Linked DNA regions of Rattus norvegicus: region 2 is linked to region 1. A link is a contact called in public Hi-C data. All regions are on one chromosome and are shown on one strand. Each heading gives the region's core, a stretch centred on a gene start, on an enhancer-like site or on the middle of the called end of the contact. The rest is flanking DNA. Distances are from core to core; before and after follow the strand shown. Region 1 holds the start of Slc25a19 (solute carrier family 25 member 19). Region 2 holds the start of Myo15b (myosin XVB).

What was found. A called contact is a pair of places that touch in the nucleus more often than the background predicts.
Region 2: a Hi-C map of liver shows a contact between it and region 1, with 3 times the contacts expected there. The contact joins the promoter of Myo15b here to the promoter of Slc25a19 in region 1. A contact is called at or near these places in 5 of 12 Hi-C or Micro-C datasets (frontal cortex, kidney, liver and 1 more).

What each region holds. Positions count from the first base shown.
Region 1 is chr10:101,365,038-101,368,910 of GRCr8, forward strand. It overlaps Slc25a19 (solute carrier family 25 member 19), which reads right to left and starts at 1,314. Exons shown (of 7, transcript NM_001007674.1): 1 at 1,282-1,314.
Region 2 is chr10:101,585,245-101,589,044 of GRCr8, forward strand. Myo15b (myosin XVB) reads left to right here and starts at 2,428. Exons shown (of 63, transcript NM_001402394.1): 1 at 2,428-3,800. The coding sequence starts at 2,642. Llgl2 (LLGL scribble cell polarity complex component 2) reads left to right here. Exons shown (of 26, transcript NM_001127549.1): 26 at 1-222.

The DNA of each region.
Region 1 (3,873 bases), core at 64-2,563:
TCTTTTGTTTTTGTTGTTCACTGTTTTTTCGAGGCAGGGTTTCTCTCTATAGCCCTGGATGCCCTGTAACTTGCAGAGCAGGCTGGCCTTGAACCCAGAGACCCACCTGTCCATGGGTTATTACCTGAGTTCTGGGATTAAAGGCAATGTGCCACCACCACCAGACTCTGACTGTTGCTCTTTCTGACGACCTAGGTCTTATTCACAGTACCCACAAGAAGGCTCACAGCAGTCTTCATTCCAATCTCTGGGGATCTGAAACTCTTTCTGGCCGTCTCCTGCCCCAGGCTGCGTGTGGTGAAATACATGCTGGCAAAATGCTCATTCACAGCAAAATAAAAGTAAATAGTCTTTTAAACGAAATAAAATACCAACTCGACTTTCCCTTGCGGGAAGGGGGAGATGACATCTGACTGCCTTGGTTCAAACCACTCATCAAATTAAGTGACAAAAACCAGTTAAGTCATACACACCTAAAAAGCTTTAAAAATGTTTGTCTTCCAGAAAACTACAAAGACACAAACATTTTTTACAACCCGGGCAAAGTATTGTAAAAGAAAGTATTACATTTGGGTTTGGTCTCCATGAGAAGCACAAACCAGCAAGGCAGTGTAGTCAGTAGTCCCAGTCCTTGGGAGGTTGGAAGCAGGAGGACCAAGAGTTCAAGGTCATCCTTAATAATACAAGTTTGAGTCTAGCCTGGGTTACACAGACGCAAACCAATAACAAAAATAAGTAGAGGGAAAAATTAATCTCCTGTTTATTCAGAAATCTTCGCGCACTAATAATCTTGATATCTAAACAGATAAAAATGATGTATAATATAAATAAATAGAAATGCAGGATTGAGAGAGGACGGCTGCTGACCTGAGTGACAGTGATGGGGTGCAAGCGAGTTTCTTCACCCTGCCTGTCCCTTTTTTATATCGGACTCCACTGTCGGGTGGACAGGTGTCCTTCGGTGAGTAACCGAGAGCCCATGTGCTCTGTTGAGGAGCTCTGCAATCGGCCCCGCGTGAGTACACTGTCCAGGCGTACCGGGGGTTGGGGTCTCCGTGACTCCGGGGCAGTGGACACCCCATGTACAAATGCCAACGATGGTGGCTGCGCTGGGAGGGATTCGCCTTCAGTGCCTCTGAAGATGCTCCTGGGGTCAGGTGTGCCACGTGAGCATCCGTCCCCGCCCCAGTGGATACCTGCCCTTCTGTGTTCGGACACACGGAGTGGGGGTACCGGCCCTCGAGGGTACCAGGAAGAGAGCAAAGCCAGAGGTCCACTCACCTGATACTTTAGGCTCGGCCGGACTCCTCCAGCTCAGCTCTCCGTACCTCTCAGTATAGCCCAACAGCAAAACTTAACTGCACTTGCCAGTAACTGACAGGCTGCTGGGCCAATCACTGCGCAGCTTCTGGCCGCCGCTGGGCGAATCGTTTGTAGGTCGGAGGGCCCATCCAATGTCACCTCCGAGGTACTTCTGGGTAATGTAGTCTTCCGCTTCGAAGCCCTTCCCCCTGGGAAGGAGCGTAGAGACTCCTGGGAGGAGTAGTCCCACAGAGTGCGCGTGCGCATTCCCGACGTCGTAAATACGGATGGTGAAGCTGGCTTTTACGACCTAGGAGGCCTCTACCACTGGCCCTATCCTCTGAGGTCGGCGGAGGGGGTGGGATGTTAGGTTCCCGACAAACTTGACCCATTTTTTTTTTTTTTTCAAATCAATGTAGTCTCAGAATCCATATAATTTAAACTTGGAAAAGATGGCGGGAAACCTGGTATTACTAGCCTGGAGGACTGGAGTTGGGTCGAGGTTAGACCTCGGGGATAAGAACCTTTAAAGGGGGGGTTGGGGATTTAGCTCAGTGGTAGAGCGCAAGGCCCTGGGTTCGGTCCACAGCTCCGGAAAAAAAAAAAAAAGAAAAAAAAAGAACCTTTAAGGGGGTTGTACCCCTGAGGAAACTTAGGCACCAGAAGGATGATCAGTAGTCCAACGTCATCCCCTGATACAGGGACAGCCTAAGCTACGTGAGACTCTCTGTCCCCTAAAACAAACAAAAAGTTTAACTGATCTGAGATCTAAGCCATTTGCTGCAATTTCTTTTTTTAAAGTTCTTTATTTCATCTTTTTATTTTAAGATTTATTTATTTATTATATGTAAGTACACTGTAGCTGTCTTCAGACACACCAGAAGAGGGCATCAGATCCCATTACAGATGGTTGTGAGCCACCGTGTGGCTGCTGGGAATTGAACTCAGGACCTCTGGAAGAGCAGTCGGTGCTCTTAACTGCTGAGCCATCTCTTCAGCCCTTGATGCAATGTTTTAAAAAGATTTATTTATTTTTATTTATATGAGTACACTGCAGACACACACCAGAAGAGTGGGAATTGAACTCAGGACCTCTGGAAGAACCATCAGTGCGGTTAACCACTGAGCCATCACTGTAACCCGTTTTTGGTTTTTTTTTAAATACACCTCAAGAAACAGCTGGCTGAGCAGTAATGAATCTCTAGATAGCTTTTCTCAGTTTGTCCTCCAGGTAGCAGAAGTGGCAAGAATTTTTAAAGATCAATTTGTGTGTGGAGTGTGTGTGTGTGTGTGTGTGTGTGTGTGTGTGTGTGTGTGTGGTCATGGTACAGAAGGAGGGAAGGAGAGGTCGGAGGACAGCTTGCAAGAATCAGTTCTCTCCTTCCACAGTGTCTTACAGACTGAATTTAGTTGTCAATCTAGGTAGCAAGCTTCTTTACCGACTGAGTCATCTCCAGAGCCAGCCTTCAAGTATCAGGAACTAATTCTTTTTTTAAAATAGGTTCTCATGTGTCCTCAAACTTTTTACGTGGCTGTGAATGACCCATAACCCCTGGTCTTCCTTCCTTCACTTCCGATCTGAGTCGTCATGCCTGGCCTAGAAGTTTTTTTTGTTTTGTTTTGTTTTGTTTTGTTTTTTAATTTCTTTATTATGTATATGAATACACCGTAGCTATATCTTCAGACACCAGAAGAGGGCACCAGATCCCATTACAGATGGTTGTGAGCCACCATGTGGTTGCTGGGAATTGAACTCAGGACCTCCGGAAGAGCAGTCAGTGCTCTTAACCGCTGAGCCATCTCTCCAGGCCAGAAGTTTTTAATTTAAATGAACTCTAGTCATATTGCCAGGGCGGGAGGAGTGGACCACGCCTAGGCAAAGGTTCATAAAGATTTCTCCAGGCAGACACGATCAGAGGAAGATCCCAGCACTCAGAAACGGGAAAACCTCAAGTCAGGGCCAATTCCAGTTTCTTTCCACTGTGTGTTCTGATGCATGGACGTGCCCTTCAGCTTACGCCTATGTCTTTGATCCGGTTTACACTGGTCGTATGTTGTGTGTATTGCATACAGGTGCCTGTGTGCATATGAGGGCTCAAAGCAGGGTGTGTTACTCCTCCTTATTGCCTTGAAACAGGGTCTCTCAGGGTTAGCTTGCTATTGTTTGGGTATGCTAACTGACCAGCGAGCTCCCGGAATCCACTTGTTTCTGTCCTATCCTCCCGGTCCTCCACCACTACCACCACCAGTGCTGGGGTCATTTTTTACCTGGGTGGCGGGGATTCGAACTCATGTCCTCATACTTGTAAGTATTCTTATCCACTGAGCCATCTTCTTTTTTTTTTTTTTTTTTTTTTTCTTTTTTTCGGAGCTGGGGACCGAACCCAGGGCCTTGTGCTTGCTAGGCAAGTGCTCTACCACTGAGCTAAATCCCCAGCCCCCTGAGCCATCTTCTTAGCCCCAGTGTGAGCTGTTTCATGTTCATGAGACATGGGTTGAAGTTCTACCCCAACCCTTGGTTTAGACGTTGTTTCAGCACATGGACTATTGTTCTACTGTTGGAAAATGTAA
Region 2 (3,800 bases), core at 1,178-3,677, 220 kb after region 1:
GAGCCCGGCCAGGGGCTGCCCGTGCCCTGGTCACCTTCCTGCTGCTGCTCCAGGCTTTAGGAGAGGGGAGCTCCCACCTGGACCGCCCGCCCCTCCTGGGCCCTGTCTGTCTTGATCCTTTTATCAATGTCGCACAGTTTTTATTTCCACCCCCTTTTGTAGTGGGCTGGGTTTTAAATTATAAATTTTAACGCCTCTGAGTAAAACTGAGTTTTTAATGAACACTTTGTTTCGTCTTCACTAGTTCCGGTCCATCTCCAGCCTGAGAGAGAGAGAGAGAGAGAGAGAGAGAGAGAGAGAGAGAGAGAGAGAGATTGATTCATTCAGAGAACTCTTCTCCTAAAGTATTTGAATCACCAAGTGTTGCTAACTTTCCAGGACTATTGGTATCTATCCCTCCTCCTAAGATCCCAGTAACAAACTGAGGCGTGATCTGCCAGAGTTCATCCTTGGGGAACGAATGGGTTTATTGAACTTCCTAATAGAACACAGGTGAGGGGTTACCTCCCCTCAGCAGGCCATCCATGAAAAGCCTTTACCAAGAAGGGATGAGGACTCCTGTAAAAATGGATACACATTCTGGTGGGGACCCCTCTCCCCCCAGGCCACTGCAATTAAGGCATAGTTGGCAGCAGGAATAACTGGTTACTTGGGCGAGGATCTTGTGCCCTCGCCCCTGCCCCCACCCCAGGTTAGCTCTGGCTGTCCTAGAACTCACTCTGCAGACCAGCCTTCTGGAACTCGGAGATCAACCTGCCTCTGCCTTTGCCTCTGCCTCTGAGTGCTGGGACTATGGGCATGTGCCGCCACCATAGCCCAGAAACTTCAGTTTTAGAAAGAAAGGAGAGAAGGAAGAAGGAAGGAAAAGAAAAAGGAAAGGAAAGGAAAGGAAAGAAATCCATCAGAGGGCTGGGTAGAGCGCTTACCTAGGAAGCGCAAGGCCCTGGGTTCGGTCCCCAGCTCCGGGAAAAAAAAAAAAAAAAAAAAGAAATCCATCAGAACTAACACAGGCTTTTAGTCCCAGCACTCACTTGGGAGGCAGTCCAGGCTAGCCTGGTCTACATTGTAAGTTCCAGGACAGCCATGGCTATGTAAAGAGACCCGGTCTCAAAAAATAAAAATTAAAACAAAAAGTAAATAAATAATATCCACCAAAGGGCATACAAGTTAGTCCAGTGGCACTTGCCACCAAGCCTGACAGCTTGGGTTCAATCCCCAGGCCACACAGGGTGGAAGGAGAGAACTGACCCCTGCAAGCTGTCTACTCTCTGATCATACTCAAGGACTGAGGTATGAGTGTACACGCATACACACAAATACAACTAAAAATCTACCAGTAACCAGGCGGTGGGGGTGGATGCCTTTGATCCCAGCACTCAGGAAGCAGGGACAGGCAGACAGTCTGGTCTAGACTGGTCTATACAGTGAGTTCCAGGACAGCCAGAACTGCACAGTGAAACCCTGTCTTAAAGCAAACAAAAATCTATCAATAACAACTGGTTAGATTACAGTGCATGAATTCATCAGGACACTGTACAACTGAAAAGGCAGAAGAGAGAAGCTTTGCATGCATGCGTCACAAACCTCAGGGCCAGGCAGTGAGTGGAGGGGAGGCCTTTCATTCCAGCACTCGGGAGGCAGAGGTAGACGGATCTCTGAGTTCGAGGCTAGCCTGGTCTACAGAGAGAGTTTCAAGACAGCCAAGACTACACAAACCCTGTATTGAAATACATACACATACATACATACATACATACATACATACATACATACATACATACATACATACATAGCTCCTAGGCAAACCATTGAATGAAACAGCATTGTGTGCTAATCTCGGTGGCAGTACTGTAGCCAATGAGGTATATCAAAGATGTGATGATTGCTATTTGAGAAAAGCAGTGGGGAGGGCTAGGTATGTAGTTCTGTTAACAGAGGACCTGCCTGGAATCCACAGGGCCCTCCTCAGCCTGGGGGAAGAAGGTCCACGAAGGTCTCCTGCTACTAATGGTTAGTTGCTCTGGGGGCTGGAGAGCCGGCTGAGTAGCGCTGGAGAACACTGGCTGCTCCTCTAGGGGACTGGATTTGATTCCTACCCTCCTTGAGTCTACTTTCCGTCCATGACTCCAAAGGGACGCACAGGCTTTACCCCAGTTCAAGGTGTATACGTATCCGCTTTTTGGTAAGTTATTATTTCACAGTAGAAAAGAATGCCCAAGTGTCCCCGACCCCGGCTGGGCACAGACAATCCCTGTCTCCTGGAGAAGCCCTCACGTAAAATAGCTTGGTTCCGCCCCTCTTGGTAGACCTATAGTGAGGATGAAGTAGAGCCTGGCCTCCTCAGTCTGGCCTAGTGCCAGGCTGACCTGTCTGGCAAGGAGTCCTGGCGTCCTTGCCCTGTCCACGGCCTTTGTCCGCAGCCCCAGCGTCTCCTCTTTCCTCTAGTATCACTCCATTGTTGGCCACAGGGGTCAGGACCCGCTGCCTCCTGCATTATTTACGCTGCTGCCCAGGAGGGGAGACTCCAGGACCGGGACAGATTGAGCCCATAACCCTGCGAGAGCAGAAAACGTCTAGCAACCGAGACTTCAGGGCACCCGTGGGCAGTCAGACTAGAGAGCAAAAGGATCAGGACATCGGGATGGGCGGAAGCAAGGGCAAAACACATCAGCGCCGGGCTCGACCTGGGAGACCAGCCTCAGCCGAGCGGGAGTCCGGGTCCGCCAGCGCCGACTGCGCCCCAAGCAGAGACCGCAGGCCTGACCGCGGCAAAGCCCACAAGACCAAGCCCGCTACGGAATCTGAGGACCCCGCAGGCAAAGAGACCACCGGAGGCCGCAGAAAGCCCACCGGAGAGGGGAACCACCGCTGCAGAAGTGCAGAAATTGGGACATCTCAGGAGACCCAGGAGAGGCAGGGCAGCTCTCAGCGTCTGGGACACGGACCCACGGAGAGCCGCGAGTCCGAGAACAGTTGTGGGGAGCACCGGGAGGAACAGAGAATCCCCGGGGAAGAAGAGAGGACAGTCAAGCGCGGCCGCCGCAAGAGAGGAAAGGATCGGGGACCTTCGACTCGACGAGGCCATGGAAAGACGCCTGGCAGGGATGGGGACGCGTCGAGCGGAGATGGTGGCAGCTCGTGCTTGGACAGTGAAGCCCGCGAAGCCCAGGACAGCAGCAGCCAGGGCGGTGGAGCCCCGGAGCAGCCACCCAAGATGGAGCCTTCCGATACCAACTCAGAAGGCGCCCCAACTATAGGACCCAAGCTAACTCTGGTGCAGGGCAAATGCCCTGATAGCAACCATCCAGGCAGCGAAGGACACACCTTGGACTTCCAGAGCAGGGAAGGGTCATCGGGGACAGGGTCTCAGAGAGCGAGTGACGATTCCCAGACAGATACAGACTCGAGCCCCGGGTCTGCTGGGCACAGATGTCTCTCACAAAAGATCCCTGAGTCCCAGGAGACAGACCTGGGCAGGGAAGCTGCAGCCTCCAGCATTCCCAGGGGCTCTCAGAGTCCTCGGGACTCTAGCGCGACCGTAGACACCAGTGACGTCGAGGCGCAGCCAAAGGCTGAGCTGCCGGGCCCTGAACCTGAGACGGTGGAGGAGGCTCCCGGGGCTCAGCGCCTCCAGGTCGGAGAGCTGGCGAGGAAGGTGCAAGTGGTTGTGGGCGAGAGTGACGCGGGAGCCAGAAAGCGAGTGGGTGCAGGGGACCCAGGACCCCAGGACCGGACGCCGCTGGCCGCGCTCGTAGTGCTCCGCAGGCTGCGCCCGAGGCCCCCAGCCCTCGGGTCTCCTC